Linked DNA regions of Callithrix jacchus: region 2 is linked to region 1. A link is a contact called in public Hi-C data. All regions are on one chromosome and are shown on one strand. Each heading gives the region's core, a stretch centred on a gene start, on an enhancer-like site or on the middle of the called end of the contact. The rest is flanking DNA. Distances are from core to core; before and after follow the strand shown.

The links. A called contact is a pair of places that touch in the nucleus more often than the background predicts.
Region 2: a contact with region 1 is called in a Hi-C map of induced pluripotent stem cells, with 1.9 times the contacts expected there. The contact joins the enhancer-like site here to the promoter of DENND2A in region 1.

Annotation. Positions count from the first base shown.
Region 1 is chr11:106,709,310-106,717,129 of calJac240_pri, reverse strand. DENND2A (DENN domain containing 2A) reads right to left here and starts at 3,240. Exons shown (of 20, transcript XM_035254588.3): 1 at 2,997-3,240. It overlaps LOC144578246, which reads left to right. Exons shown (of 8, transcript XM_078341990.1): 2 at 1,624-2,541; 3 at 2,652-2,835; 4 at 3,001-3,145; 5 at 6,607-6,761; 6 at 7,341-7,494. The coding sequence ends at 2,704.
Region 2 is chr11:106,762,232-106,770,051 of calJac240_pri, reverse strand. It overlaps DENND2A (DENN domain containing 2A), which reads right to left. Exons shown (of 20, transcript XM_035254588.3): 5 at 7,068-7,189. Among named protein-coding and RNA genes, the nearest start is that of DENND2A, 52 kb to the right of the region's middle. Within about 2 kb of position 2,926, at least 3 of the 16 cell types and tissues checked have an H3K27ac peak or open chromatin away from gene starts, as enhancers often do.

The sequences.
Region 1 (7,820 bases), core at 1,991-4,490:
TTATCACACTCTGTGCCCAAACTAGTCACCAGGTCCTGCCTCTTGATCTCTGGCATCCTTTCAGCTTCTCCTGCTCCTCAATAATTCTGGCCTGGGTGTTGCAAAAGGCCTTGGTCTACTCCTCCTCCAGGCCTCCCCACCCCACAAGCAGAAGGAGTCCTTCCCTCCCTATGCCTCTGCCCTAACAGCCCCCGCCTCACCTCTTCCCAGGATACACTAACATTCAGCAACCTGCGGCCACTCACTCACTGGCCTCTGCTAGACCCTCTTGGTGACTTTGCATTTGCTGTTCTTTCAGCCTGAAATAACTTTCCTTGCTGTTTCCTTGGTGAGGCAGTTTTCAGGGCTTAGCTCAAGCATCACCTACTCTGTGGGGCTTCCCTACAGCAGCTCCTCTCTGGGCTGACCTAGCTCTATGCTATGCAGCCCTCACAGCCATGCTGGGCCAGGACTGGTTTTGCTTTTTTGTCTGACTAGTCAGCTAGGATGGTGTTTCTGGAAGGATGAGGGAAGTCTCATTCCTCTCTGTGCCACTGATGTCTAGCACGCACGCCTAGCACACAGAGCTGTTTAAAGGGATGAATAGAATACATGACACAGGATTTTATTAATCTTCCAGAATAAAGGGAGGCCAGGCACAGTGGCTCACGCCTGTAATCCCAGCACTTTGGGAAGCCAAGGGGCAGATCACCTGAGGTCAGGAGTTTGAGAGGAGCCTGGTCAACATGGTGAAACCCTGTCTCTACCAAAAATACAAAAATTATCGGGGCGTGATGGCAGGTGCCTGTAATCCCAGCTACTGGGGAGGCTGAGGCAGGAGAATCGTTTGAACTCAGGGGGTGAAGGTTGCAGGGAGCCGAGACTGAGCCACCACACTCCAGCTTGGGTGACAGAGCAAGACTCCGTCTCAAAAAATAAAAATAAAAAAACAAAAAAACTGGAAGCCAGCCTCCTGCCAGCGTTTTCATAACCGGGCCTCAGAAACTGTCTCTGACACACATCCACTCACTCACACACAGACATTTGCACACTCACACACACTTCCTCTCGGAGCTCTGCTCCATTCCATGCTGCCCACCCAAAGACTGTCTACTCCACTCTTTTGGTATCTGGTATTTGATGATGTAAAGAGAAGGAATTTCTTTCTCTTCTTTTATGTGGTAACCACAGAGGGTGTAAGAGTTTACTAACACGATTATTGTAGCACGCCTATTAGAACACTGTTTACCCCCCATGTCATTTGGAACCTTGCGGAAGCCACATCCCTGAATCGCATCTGAACAGCAGCTGGAAGTCAGCACCAGCTGGTTAAGCCAGGGTCACTGCACTTCCCTTACCCAATCTACGCCCCTGGAGAGCCCTCCTGCTTCCTGTCCCAGGCCCCCCCAGGACAAGATTCCACGGCTGAGGTCTGGCTCTACTGCGTGGTCTCACCCTGATCTCTGTGACTCTCCTAATACGACTGTGTCCTGTGTTGATAAGAGACTTCCCCTGGGCTCCATCTTCTCCCAACTCCACCCTTGGGGACAAAGTGGAAGAAGTAAGAGCATTCAGTCATCTTTACCTTCTTGCTTTCTCAAGGCTGCAAATGTTGACGGCTGAAAAGGGGGCTCGGGTGCTCAGCCGCCGATTCCCCTCGCTTGCACGCGCACACACACTCGCACACACACAGGCACTCACAGACACTCGCACACAGATACACGCGCGAGCACACACACATACAGTCGCTCAGACACACGCGCGCGCGCACACGCGCACACACACTCTCGCGCCCCGGGGGACCCAGTACAGCGCAGGGCGGGGGTCTGCCAAGTTTCTGCAGGTCCCGGAGGTGCGGGACGGCGGCGTCCGGGCTCAGCCCCGGGAGTCAGCCCGAGAGGGACGTCTGGACCGCGCTTTGCACAAGTCCCAGGATCAGGCGGGACGGCCCCCGGCTCCCCGGCCGCACGCGGGAACTCGGGCTCCCGTTCGCAGAGCCGCTTCCCCCGTCAGGGCTCGGACCGCTCGAGCCGTTTCCTCCCTCCGCGTGCGTTCCCTCCTTCGTCCCCTTTCCCTCCCCAGCTCGACCCCGCACCCCCCTGCCCGGCCCGGCCGGCCCTACCTCCCCGCGAACAGCGGTTCCGCGGGCTCCGGGGCGCATCTCGGGGTCTCTGGGGCGGGCTGGGACGGCTGGCGGCGCGGCGCGGGGGCGGGCGGCGGCGGGGGCAGGGGACGCCATGGCCCTCCGCCCTCCGCCCTTTTGTCCGCCGAGCCTCCCACTGCCGCCCGCAAGCCCCTGGGGTCCCCGCCGCGCACGCGCTCCCGTGGGGTCCCCCCCGCCCCCGGCCCCGGCGGCGCGCTTCCCTCGGTCGGCTCAGCGCAGGCTCGCCCGCCGCCCCGGCCTCCTCCTCCTCCCGCGGCTCCGCGACGATCTGTGCGACGCACGCCCCCTCCTCCCGACCCATCCCGCCCGGCCCAGTGAGCTAATCCGCAGCTGGCGGGCGCCCGGGCCTGTTGCCACAGCAACCCCTCTCCCAGGGCCGGGCCCCGCGCGGAGCCGCGGTAAACAGGACCTTCTGCCGGACTCGCCCCCTCGCTTCCCGGGGTGGGGGAGAGGTGGCTTAACCCTTCCAGGGAGGATGCCCGCCGCGCGCCGGCTCCTTTCCACCCAGGCCCGGCGGATTCGCGAGGTGCGCCCGGCCCGGGGTTGAGACCTGGACTCTGAGCGGCTGCCCCACGCCCGGCCCCGCTCACTCCAGGCGGTGAACACACTTTCGGCCCTGAGCCCGGGCCGGGGCACCCGGGACAGCGAGGCTGGCGCCGCCGTTGCCCCAGGCAGCTTGCCGTCGGGCCGGGGTAATGACAGTCCTGAGACGGGCGGTGAGGGTGATGGGGGCCGGGGAGGGCCCAGGGCCCAGCGACCTGCTGAAGGGCTCCCAGACCGGGTGGGGAGGGAGGTGGTCAGGAAAAGCTTCCAAGAGGAGAAGTGACTCCATAGACCCGCTGTCCCCACTCACGCAGGACACTGTCAAGGAACGCAGACTGCACGATGCGGGGTGCCCAGCAGAAGTCCTGCCGGGAAGGCGCTCTGGAATACCGGTTGGGGCATTCGAGGAAGCTCCCTGGAGCTTTGACCGGGCCAGGAACGCTGAACAGATCTACATAGGTGGGGGAAAGTGGGGGAAAGGAAAGGGTTCTGAGAAGGGAAAGGCACCAGCAGAGGCCGGAAGCAGAGGCCAGGCATTTCAGAAACAGCTGAGTGAGGACCAAGTGGTGAATCAGGTCTGATGGGTAGGCTTGGCTGGATTTCAAGAGGGGGGACGTTAAGTTTTTGAGCAGAGCAGTGACCTGATGACTGGGAGGGCGGCCTGGCAGGGTGATCTGCAGGCGTTGGGAGCAAGCTTCAGGTCCGTGTCTACACCAGAAGAAGGCCATCCTCGGCTTTAGCTCAGGGACTTCCAGAAGGGCTGGGAGCCACGGTTTGAGGAATGGCAAAGAGGCCTAAAGTTCAGGCAAAGGGGGAAGAAAGAGAGGAGAAGCTTAGCCTTACAAATCCACAGGAGAGTGCACGAGAGGGAAAGGCAGGAGGGAGACAGTGACAAATCAAAGACTGGATGTAATGACGTAATACTTCCCAGGCAGTGCCTACAGACTGGGCACCTGAAATTTGAGGGACTAGTTCAAAGTCACAGGAAAAAAAGCTCTGTTTTCTTCTCAGCTGAGGTTTACGCGTTCTGGGAGCTCTCTGAAGCTTTTCTAGGGCTTGTTCGTTAAACTCCTCATGACATACCCATTTTTTTTTTTTTTTTTTTGAGACGGAGTTTCGCTCTTGTTACCCAGGCTGGAGTGCAATGGCACAATCTTGGCTCACCGCAACCTCCGCCTCCTGGGTTCAGGCAATTCTCCTGCCTCAGCCTCCCGAGTAGCTGGGATTACAGGCGTGAGCCACCACGCCCAGCTAATTTTTGTATTTTTAGTAGAGACGGGGTTTCACCATGTTGACCAGGATGGTCTCGATCTCTTGACCTCGTGATCCACCCGCCTCGGCCTCCCAAAGTGCTGGGATTACAGGCTTGAGCCACCGCGCCCGGCCTGACATACCCATTTTAACTAAGCATAGTCAACTTTTAGAACATGCATTTGCAAAGTGCAAGCTTTTTTTTTTAAGTGTAAGTATTTAAATTATTGTTTTGTTTGCTGAAACGTTATTCCATAAGTTTTCGCTTTCTTTTTCTTTTTTTGCCAGTGAAATTTTCACTTTCTAAATAAAGATCAGAGGCCTGGCTGCCTCTTTTTTTGAGGCAGAGTCTCAGTCTGTCACCAAAATGGCGTGCAGTGGTGCGATCATAGCTCACTGCAGCCTCGAACTTCTGGGCTCAAGCAATCTCCCACCTCAGCCTTCTAAGTAGGGAGGACTATAGATGTGTGCCGTCATAGTCAGCTAACTTTTTTATTTTTTGTAGGTCTTGCTATGTTGCCCAAGCTAGTCTTGAACTCCAGGTCTCAAGTGATCCTCCTGACTTAGCCTCCCAAAGTGTTGGGATTATAGGTGTGTGCCACCATGCCTGGCCAAGACTTGACTTCTTGAGGGTTAATTATTTCCAGGGCTACAACATAAAAGAAAGCAAACTGCTGGGCACGGTGGCTCATGCCTGTAATCCCACCACTTTGGGAGGCTGAGGCAGGCGGGTCACCTGAGGTCGGGATTTTGAAACCACCCTGACCAACATGGAGAAACCCTGTCTCTACTAAAAATATAAAAAATTAGCCGGGCGTGGTGGCACGTGCCTGTAATGTCAGCTACTTGCGAGGCTGAGGCAGGAGAATCACTTAAACCTAAGAGGCAGAGGTTGCAGTGAGCCGAGATTGCGCCATTTGCACTCCAGCCTGGGCAACAAGAGCAAAACTCCATCTCAAAAAAAAAAAAAAAAAAAAAATAGAAAAAAGAAAAAGAGAGAGAGAGAAAGCAAACTGGGAAGATGCAAGAGAGAACAGTTGAGCAGAGAGCCCAGCTGGCTGCCTTCCCCAACCCCAGGCACAAATGGCTCAGTTGCCTTGGATTTTGTGGCTTTGAAATTTCTAGTCGCATCTTAGGTGGACATGATAGAAAGGAAGCTGGGGAGCCCATTAGTGACAACTCCTGAACCACAGGCTGCCACTTTCTTCCACTCCCTCATCTTTTTTATTCTTTTTTTTTTTGAGACAGACTCTCGCTCTGTCACCTAGTATGGAATACAGTGGCGTGGTCTCGGCTCACTGCAGCCGCTGCCTCCCAAGTTCAAGTGATTTCTCCTACCTCAGCCTCCTATGTAGCTGAGATTACAGGAGTCCACCACCATGCCCAGCTAAGTTTTGTATTTTTAGTAGAGACAGGGTTTCACCATGGTTGGCCAGGCTGGTCTCAAACTCCTGACCTCAGGTGATCTACCCATCTCGGCTTCCAAAAGTGCTGGAATTACAGGCGTGATCTACCGCACCCAGCCTATTTATTTAAGACAGAGTCTTGCTCTGTCGCCCAGGCTGGAGTGCAGTGGCACAATCTCGGCTCACTGCAACCTCCGCCTCCTGGGTTCAAGCTATTCTCATGCCTTGGCCTCCTGAGTAGTTGGGATTACAGGTGTGCACCACTACACCTGGCTGATTTTTGTATTTCTCATAGAGATGGGGTTTTATCATGTTGGCCAGGCTGGTCTCAACTCCCTACCTCAGATGATCCGCCCACCTCGGCCTTCCAAAGTGCTGGGATTATAAGCATGAACCATTGTGCCCAGCCTTTTAAATTTCATTTTAAAATTTATTTTAGGCTGGGTGAGGTGGCTCGTGCCTATAATCCCAGCAGTTTGGGAGGCTGAGATGGGCAAATCATGAGGTCAGCATATCGAGACCATCCTGGCTAACATGGTGAAACCTGTCTCTACTAAAAATATAAAAAAAACTAGCCAGGCATGGTGGCATGTGCCTGTAGTCCCAGCTACTCGGGAGGCTGAGGCATGAGAATTGCTTGAACCCAGGAGGCAGAGGTTGCAGTGATCCAAGATCACAACACTGCACTCCAGTCTGGGCAACAGAGCAAGACTCCATCTCAAAAAAAAAATTAATTTTATTTTTTTAAAAGATGGGACTTCACCATATTGGTCAGGCTGGTCTCGAACTCCTGACCTCAGGTGATCTGCCCGCCTCAGCCTCCCAAAATGCTGGGATTACAGGCATGAGCCACAAAAGAAATAATTTTAGTTTATTTATTTTGAGACAGGGTCTTGCTATGTTGCCCAGACTGGCCTCAAACTCCCTGCCTCAGCCTCCCAAGTAGTAATCCTGTTTCTTCCACACAGAGCAGCCTTGGACCACTGCAGAACATTTCTTCCTTCCTCTCCCTTGTCTTCCTCCAGCATCCTGCTGAAGAGTGTAGGCTTTGATTGGAGGAGCACATTCAGCGCTGCAGCAAGTTGCTCAGCCTCTAAATCCCAGCTTGTAAACCCATCGTCTGTAGGGTGGAAATGGCAATGGCTGTGACTTCCTAAGAGGGCTGTTGTGAGGGTGCTTCGCCTATGGGGAGGACTCACAGATGCCTCCTCTTGGTTATTCTTTTCCTAATCTCCTTTTGCTTTTTTCTCCCCATGAACACAGAGTGTCAAGGTTGAAGAACAGGAGGAGGCCATTTTTCTTCTTCCCCATCAGTGCTCAACTCCCTCTCTCTCCCCACCACTTACAGACCCAGGACCGTCTACCAGCACCAGCATGCAAAGGCAATGGAGCTGGCTTTATCTCAGCCGTTAGCCAAGGTAGTGGTGCATTCAGTGGGCCCGCGACTCTGTCTCTTGCTCTGACAGTGTTTGGATGGAACAGACCCTCTCTTCTAGGCTCTGACTGCCCTCCAATAAAGATTAAAATAAAGAAACCAGGCTGGATGCGACGGCTCATGCCTGTAATTTCAGCACTTTGGGAGGCTGAAGCAGGTGGATCACCTGAGGGCAGATGTTTCACCAGCCTGGCCAAAATGGTGAAACTCCGTCTCTACCAAAAATACAAAAATTAAGCAGGCATAGTGGCGGGCGCCTGTAATCCCAGCTACTGGGAGGCTGAGGCAGAATTGCTTGAACCCAGGAGAGCAGGCAAGTGGTAATAAGACAAAAGAGAGCTGGCCCTGGGCAGAGCCGATGCTCACAGGCTTCATGGGGTAACATGAAGCCTGTCACGCCAAGTACCTGCTATACTTACATTCTTTCTGTTGCTTTTGGACGATGTAGTTGAACAGTTAAAAAAAAAAAAAAGGAACAAGAATGTGGTGATTTGGATACTTTTTAGAGGCATGGCTTTCCGTGTTTAAGCTGTGTGGCTCTTTGTGGTCACTGTGATTTCAGAACACAGGAGGACAGTGAGTCCAGTGAGTCCAACTCCTCTACGTAGACTTCTGTGCACAGGATGCAAGGCACGTACCTCCTGCTTCTGAGAGCCTTGCTTGCCTATTTTCCGGCCCAATGAGGCAGTATCTTCAGACTCGGGAGAAGGAGTGAGGTAATACTCTTCATTAAAGATTTCAGGCCCGGTGCGGTGGCTTATGCCTGTAATCCCAGCACTTTGGGAGGCTGAGGTGAGCAGATCACGAGGTCAGGAGATTGAGACCAGCCTGACTAACATGGTGAAACCCCATCTCTACTAAAACAAAAATTAGCTTGGCATGGTGGCACACATCTGTAATCATAGCTACTCAGGAGGCTGAGGCAGGAGAATTGCTTGAACCTGGGAGGTGGAGGTTGCAGTGAGCCAAGATTGTGCCACTGTACTCCAGCCTGGGTAACAAAGCAAGACTCTGTCTCAAAAAAAAAAAAAAAAAAAGATTT
Region 2 (7,820 bases), core at 1,677-4,176, 53 kb before region 1:
ATACAGCCGGGCGCGGTGGCTCAAGCCTGTAATCCCAGCACTTTGGGAGGCCGAGGAGGGTGGATCACGAGGTCAAGAGATCGAGACCATCCTGGTCAACATGGTGAAACTCCGTCTCTACTAAAAATACAAAAATTAGCTGGGCATGGTGGCGCATGCCTGTAATCCCAGCTACTCGGGAGGCTGAGGCAGGAGAATTGCTTGAACCCAGAAGGCGGAGGTTGTGGTGAGCCGAGATTGTGCCATTGCACTCCAGCCTGGGTAACAACAGCGAAACTCCGTCTAAAAACAAACAAACAAACAAACTGCATATACAATATGATCACACATCTTTATTTTTTGAGACAGAGTCTCGCTCTGTCACCCAGGCTGGAGTGCAATGGCTCGATCTCAGCTCACTGCAACCTCTGCCTCCTGGGTTCAAGTGATTCTCCTGCCTCAGCATCCTGAGTAGCTGGGATTACAGGCCCCCACCGCGACACCCAGCTAATTTTTATATTTTGAGTAGAGGTAGGGTTTTGCCATGTTGACCAGGCTGGTTTTAAACTTCTGATCTCAGGTGATATGCCCACCTCGGCCTCCCAAGATCACAAATCCTTTTAAAAAATGTATACACACATGCACACAAACACATGGACACACACCACATACAATGTGTGTGAGAAAATCGGAGAGAAAATAAACCAAAGTGTCAGCGGTGGGTGTTGGGATTACAGCACATTTTAAAAAGATCTTTAAAACACACACACATAAATACACATACATAAAATGTCAATCTGGGCAAGGCATAGTGGCTTACACCTGTAATCCAACACTTTGGGAGGCCAAGGTGGGTGGATAACCTGAGGTCAGGAGTTCGAGACCAGACTGGCCAACATGGTGAAACTCTCTACTAAAATTACAAAAAAATTAGCTGGGTGTGGTGGTGGGCACCTGTAATCCCAGCTACTTGGGAGGCTGAGGCACAAGAATTGCTTGCACCTGAGAGGCAGAGGTTGCAGAGAGTGGAGATCACACCACTGCACTCCAGCCTGGGGAACAAGAGTGAAACTCTGTCTCAAGAAAAAATGTGAATCAATAAAAAATGTAATATGGAAAAATTAGAAAATACAAGCACAAAGAAAAGTAAAATTCCCCAATTGTGGATGAGTTATATTTTCTTCATTACACTTTTCAGTAATTGAAACATTTATTCTGTATCATGTAACTAGAAAAACTTTCTTTTCTTTTTTTTTTTTCTCTCAAGACGGAGTTTCGCTGTTGTTACCCAGGCTGGAGTGCAATGGCACGATCTCGGCTCACCGCAACCTCCGCCTTCTGGGTTCAAGCAATTCTCCTGCCTCAGCCTCCTGAGTAGCTGGGATTACAGGCGCGCACCACCATACCCAGCTAATTTTTGTATTTTTAGTAGAGACGGGGTTTCACCTTGTTGACCAGGATGGTCTCGATCTCTTGATCTCGTGATCCACCCTCCTCGGCCTCCCAAAGTGCTGGGATTACAGGCATGAGCCACCGTGCCCGGTGAAAAACTTTTATAATTAGAATGTTTTCAGAAAAAAAGATTATTTTTATTTATTTATTTATTTAATTTTGGAGACAAGCTCTCATTCTGGAAAGCTGTGGCACAAAAATAGCCCACTGTAGCCTTGAACTCTGGGGTTAGAGTGAATCTTCCATGTCAGCCTCCTGAGTAGCTAAGACTACAGGTGTGCACCACCATGCCTGTCTAATTTTTAAATTTTTTTGTAGAGATGGGGTCTTACTATGTTGACCAGGTTGGTCTTGAATGCCCGGCCTCAAGGAATCCTACAACCTTGGCTTCCCACAGTGCTAGGATTACAGGCATGGACCCCCGCACCCAGCCGTTATTTTTAAAAAGAACATATATTGAGAAATATAGGCTGGGTGCAATGGCTCATATCTGTAATCCCAGCACTTTGGGAGGCTGAGGCGGGCAGATATCACTTGAGGTCAGGAGTTCGAGACCAGCCTGGCCAGCAAGGTCAAATCCTGCCTCTACTAAAAATACAAAAAATTTAGCTGGTGGTGGCCTGTGCCTATAATCCCAGCTACTTAGAGGCTGAGGCACGGGAGTCACTTGGAACTGGGAGGCGGACCTTGTAGTGAGCAGTGAGCTGAGATCACGCCACTGCACTTCAGCCTGGGCAACAGGGAGAATGTGTCTCAAAAAAAAAAGAAATGGGCCGGGCATGGTGACTCAAGCCTGTAATCCCAGCACTTTGGGAGGCTGAGGCGGGTGGATCACGAGGTCAAGAGATCGAGACCATCCTGGTCAACATGGTGAAACCCTGTCTCTACTAAAAATATGAAAAATTAGCTGGGCATGGTGGTGTGTACCTGTAATCCCAGCTATTCAGGAGGCTGAGGCAGGAGAATTGTCTGAACCCAGGAGGCGGAGGTTGCGGTGAGCTGAGATCGCGCCATTGCACTCCAGCCTGGTAACAACAGTGAAATTCAGTTTCAAAAAAAAAAAGAAAAGAAATGGTGGGTGATGTGTAGCAAGAAAAGAAAACAGTCCCTTTCAGGAGCTTGCACTTTGCGTTCAGCAGCAGTAGTATCTGTCTCCAGCTGCACAGTTGGTCCTTTCTAAGGAGAGTCTATCCAACCAGCCCTTCCCTCTCCAATGGAAATTCGAGTGACTGGAATAACTAGGCGTGGCCTAATGAAATGAACATCCCGAAGATGGCTTAGGATCTCTCAGCGGCTGGTAGGGGAGGTCACGTGGAGGGACTGCTCCTGCAAGTTCTAGGGTCCCAGATGCAGGCCAGATGCAGCAGATGCTCCATGAATATCTGATGAGCTAATGGAGGAAGTGATGAAGGCTGTGGCTGTCCCCCAGAACGGGGCACACAGCAGACACCCAGATGTGAACGAGCAGAGTAATGAGCATGGACACAGTGTCCCGCTGAGGGTCTGCAAGGATAACTGGCAATCAGACATGGGCTTTGGACAACTGGATCCTCTTTTTTCAGGACAGATTCAGATAGAGCCGGATGTTAAGTTCTTGCTGACATTCTCACCTCCTGGGCTTAGCTGCTTTGGTGGCAGATGCTCTAGGTTTTTTCCAACCCAGCAGGGACAGGAAGAAAAGGGTTGGTAAGCCTTTATTTCCTGGTATCAGGGAGGAGCGCCAGGAATGCAGAACTGCCTTAGGCAAATGTTTTTGCTTTTGTTTTCTGAGGGAGTTTCGCTCTTTGACCCAGGTTGGAGTGAGGTGGCCTGATCTTGGCTGACTGCAACACTGTACCCCAAGTTCAAGTGATTCTCCTGCCCCAGCCTCCTGAGTAACTAGGACTATAGGCGCCTGCCACCATGCCCAGATATTTTTTTTTTTTTTTTTTTTGAGACGGAGTTTCGCTCTTGTTATCCAGGCTGGAGTGCAATGGCACGATCTCGGCTCACTGCAACCTCTGCCTCCTGGGTTCAGGCAATTCTCCTGCCTCAGCCTCCTGAGTAGCTGGGATTACAGGCACGCACCACCATGCCCAGCTAATTTTTTGTATTTTTAGTAGAGACGAGGTTTCACCATGTTGACCAGACTGATCTCAAACTCCTGACCTCAGGTGAAACACCTGCCTTGGCCTCCCAAAGTGCTAGGATTACAGGCGTGAGCCACTGCGCTTGGCCTGGGCAGATGCTTTTCACTGTTCCTCAGGGGTGATGCAGTTCACTCGCTGCATGAAGTGGGGAGCCAGGTAGGACCTGAAGGGGACAGACCAGGTGTGACCGTTTGCTTTCTTCCTCTAAGTCAGGCTTCTCTGCCATGGGAAATGAAGGATTTCCTAAATGTTGAAGACATCTCTATTCTAACGAAAACACGAACAGCACATTTCCAAGGCAAGCAGGAAGTATTTGCTAATTGTCAGTTGCCATGGATTATTCATGATGACACCCTTTTCCATATGAGAAGGGAAATGGCAGTTAACTGTTACAGTGCAGACAAGTATTGGAGTGATTTATCTGGGTCTGTAAGATCCATCTTTGGGACAGGTTGTTCCTTCACCTTTTCCAGAAGGCTGGTGGCAGGAAGCAGCCCTTTATGGCCATCAAGCACAGAAGACAGGCTCAGGTGGAGCCAGCCCCCCTGCCAGTGATGCTGCCCCTGTGGGGCTGAGACAGGAAGACAACTGCTTTTCTTAGGCTGGAAACAGAGCCTTGCAAGGAGATTTAACTTGATCTTTGCAGCTACTACTTGGACTTCCTTAATTTAAGTTCTTCTACCAAATATTGTAAAACTACCAAAGAAATAGAATATGTACCTCCCTCTTTCTTTCTTTTTCTTTCTTTCTTCTCTTTCTTTCTTTTTCTTTTTTTCTTCTCTTTCTTTCTTTTTCTTTTTTTCTCTCTCTTCTCTCTCTCTCTCGATCTAGAATATATGCTAGGCCTTATGGAAAAACCAAAGAAATAGAATATATACCTCTCTTTCTTTCTTTCTTTCTTTCTTTCTTTCTTTCTTTCTTTCTTTCTTTCATCTCTCTCACTTTTTCTTTCTTTTTAGATCTAGAATATATACCTTTTGAAAACCAAAGAAACAGAATATATACCTCTTTCTATCTTTCTTCTTTCATTTCCTTCCTTTCCCTCCCTCCTTTCCTTCCTTTTCTTTCCTTCTCTCTTCTTAGATCTAGAATACATTCACTTTGGCCTTGAGGGATTTATAATCTAGTTGGGGAGATGTTTTTAAGATATATTAAGGCTGTGCATGGTGGCTCTCACCCGTAATCCCAGCACTTAGGGAGGCCGAAGTGAGTGGATCACTTGAGGTTAGGAGTTCAAGATCAGCTTGGCCAACATGGTGAAACCCCCATATCTACCAAAAAATACAAAAATTAGCGGGGCATGGTGGCACATGCCTGTAATCTCAGCTACACAGGAGGCTAAGGTGAAGAATCACTTGAACCAGAAGGTGAAGGTTGCAGTGAGCCGAGATTGCACCACTGCACTCCAGCCTGGCGACAGAGCAAGACTCTGTCTCAAAATACGAACAAAACAAGAAAGAGAGAGATATTAGATATTAGATAACAAATCACAACTCAACTCAATTTAAGATATGTCATAATGCAGTATACAGTTTGGTGAGAAATGGTTTAACCCACTGAGTGTTAAAGATGATCAGAGAGGAAGAAGCCCCAGGGATTGGGAAGGCTGGAGAGGCTTCTTCAAGGATGCATGATTGAACCGGGCCTCAGAGGAAGGGGAGAGGTCCGGGCGAGAGCCAAGGGCAGAGGTAAAAATGACCTAGCACAGGTGTTGGCAAATTTTGGCCTGTGGGCCACATCTGGCCCACCACTTGTTTTTGTACAAGCCATGACTTAAGAATAACTTTTACATTTTTAAATGGTTGGAAAAATAAATAATATTTCATGACAAGTGACAATTAATACAAAATTCAAATTTCAGCGTCCAGGTTGGGCGCAGTGGCTCACGCCTGTAATCCTAACACTTTGGGAGGCTGAGGTAGGTGAATCACTTAAGGTCAGGAGTTCGAGACCAGCCTGGCCAACATGGTGAAACCCAGTCTCAAAAAAAAAAAACCACAAAAATTAGCTGGGCTGGTGGCATGTGCCTGTATCCCAGTAATTAGAAGGCTGAGGTGGGAGGACTGATTGAGTCTGGGAGTTTGAGGCTACAGTGAGCCACGATTACACCACTGTACTACAGCCTGGGTGACAGAGCGACAACACCCAGGCTCAATTAAAACAACAAAACCCCACAAATGGTAAATTACTTTAAAACTACTGCTCTTGTATCTTAGAGTTTGCTCTATGTTAGGACATTTTAACAGTCGTATGAGGCATATGGACCATCTTTTATTTATCCAGTTTGAAGAGGTTTCTGAGCCAGAAGCTCAACGGTATTTTAAGAAGCTTTATCCAGAATCTACAAAGAACTAAAACAGATTTACAAGAAAAAAACAAACAAACCCATTCAAAAGTGGGCGAAGGACATGAACAGATACTTTTCAAAAGAAGACATATATAAGGCCAAAAAACATATGAAAAAATGCTCATCATCACTGGTCATAAGAGAAATGCAAATCAAAACTACTTTCAGATACCATCTCATGCCAGTTAGAATGGCGATCATTAAAAAATCTGGAGACAACAGATGCTGGAGAGGATGTGGAGAAATAGGAACACTTTTACACTGCTGGTGGGAGTGTAAATTAGTTCAACCATTGTGGAAGACAGTGTGGCGATTCCTCAAGGACCTAGAAATAGAAATTCCATTTGACCCAGCAATCCCATTACTGGGTATATATCCAAAGGATTATAAATTGTTCTATTATAAAAACACATGCACATGTATGTTCACTGCGGCACTATTTACAATAACAAAGACCTGGAACCAACCCAAATGCCCGTCAACGATAGACTAGACAAGGAAATTATGGCACATATACACCATTGGAATACTATGCAGCCATCAAAAATGATGAGTTCGTATTCTTTATAGGGACATGGATGAATCTGGAAATCATTCTCAGCAAAGTGACACAAGAACAGAAAATCAAATACTGCATGTTCTCACTCATAGGCGGGTGTTGAACGATGAGAACACATGGACACAGGGAGGGGAGGATCACACACTGGGGTCTGTTGTGGGGGACTAAGAGGGGACAGCATGGGGGTAGGGAGTTGGGGAGGCATAACATAGGGAGATATGCCAGATATAGGTGACGGGGGGATGGAGGCAGCAAACCACATTGCCACGTATGTACCTATGCAACAATCCTGCATAGTCTGCACATGTACCCTAGAACCTAAAGTACGATAAAAAAAAAAAAAAAAAAAAAAAAAAAAATATATATATATATATATATATATATATATATATATATATATATAAAAGGAAGCTTTTTTGAGCATAGGGGCTCCAAGAGAACTAGAGACAGGAAGACCACTCAGCTAACGATAGACAAATCCAGGAGCCTGGCAGGGCGGGCAGGGGTAGCCTAGAATTCCAGTGCCAGTCAGAACTCCAGTGTGCTCAAAGCCACTGTGCTGGGGCCCCCTCTCCTGCCACCACTCCCAGGTGACTCTTACCTTGGCGGTTGTGTCAGGGATGGAAGAAGTGGGAGAAGCAGGAAAGTTCAAGACACACTTCTTCCCCAGGCAGCGACCATGTAACTCGACGTCCTCATAAGGGTTCTCCTTCATTGGTGGATCTGTGTTCAAAGGCAATGCGTCAGGAACCTGGGAACACTGGGGACATTTTCCTTTTTGGAACGCTGAGGTCAGCATCTTGGTCCCTCCTGTGTCTGTCCTTGTAGTGAGAGCTGCTGTTTTGCCATCCATGCGCCCCTGCTCTTGTAGTAGTCCCTGATTTCACTGGGTTACCTCTCCATCTCCTCATTCGTGGCCACAGGAGATCAGCTGCACTCTCAGTTCCAGTGCTTTAGCTAGTCTAAGTATCCCAGTACCTGCCTCAGTGATCAGTTCAGGGGAGGGCTCATATTCTAAGCCTAAGAGGATATCACAGCGTGGCACCCCTGGGTTCCAAAGGTGAACAAAGGGCCTCCACTGGTCTAGGGAGGGTGAACCTCAGGATCTCTGCTGGGACCTGCAGGAGAAAAGCTCTTCTCTCCACCAGGAAGATTTGGATTCCAGGGAGCTGGTGGCAGCCACTGTGCCCTGGGAAGCCTGCTGAGAATAAGGCTAACTTGAGAGGTAAGAAACGGAGGAAGGAGGCTGGGTGCGGTGGCTCACACCTGTAATTTCAGGACTTTGGGAGGCTGAAGCAGGTGGATCACCTGAGCCCAGGAGTTTGAGACTAGCCTAGGCGATGTGGCAAAATCC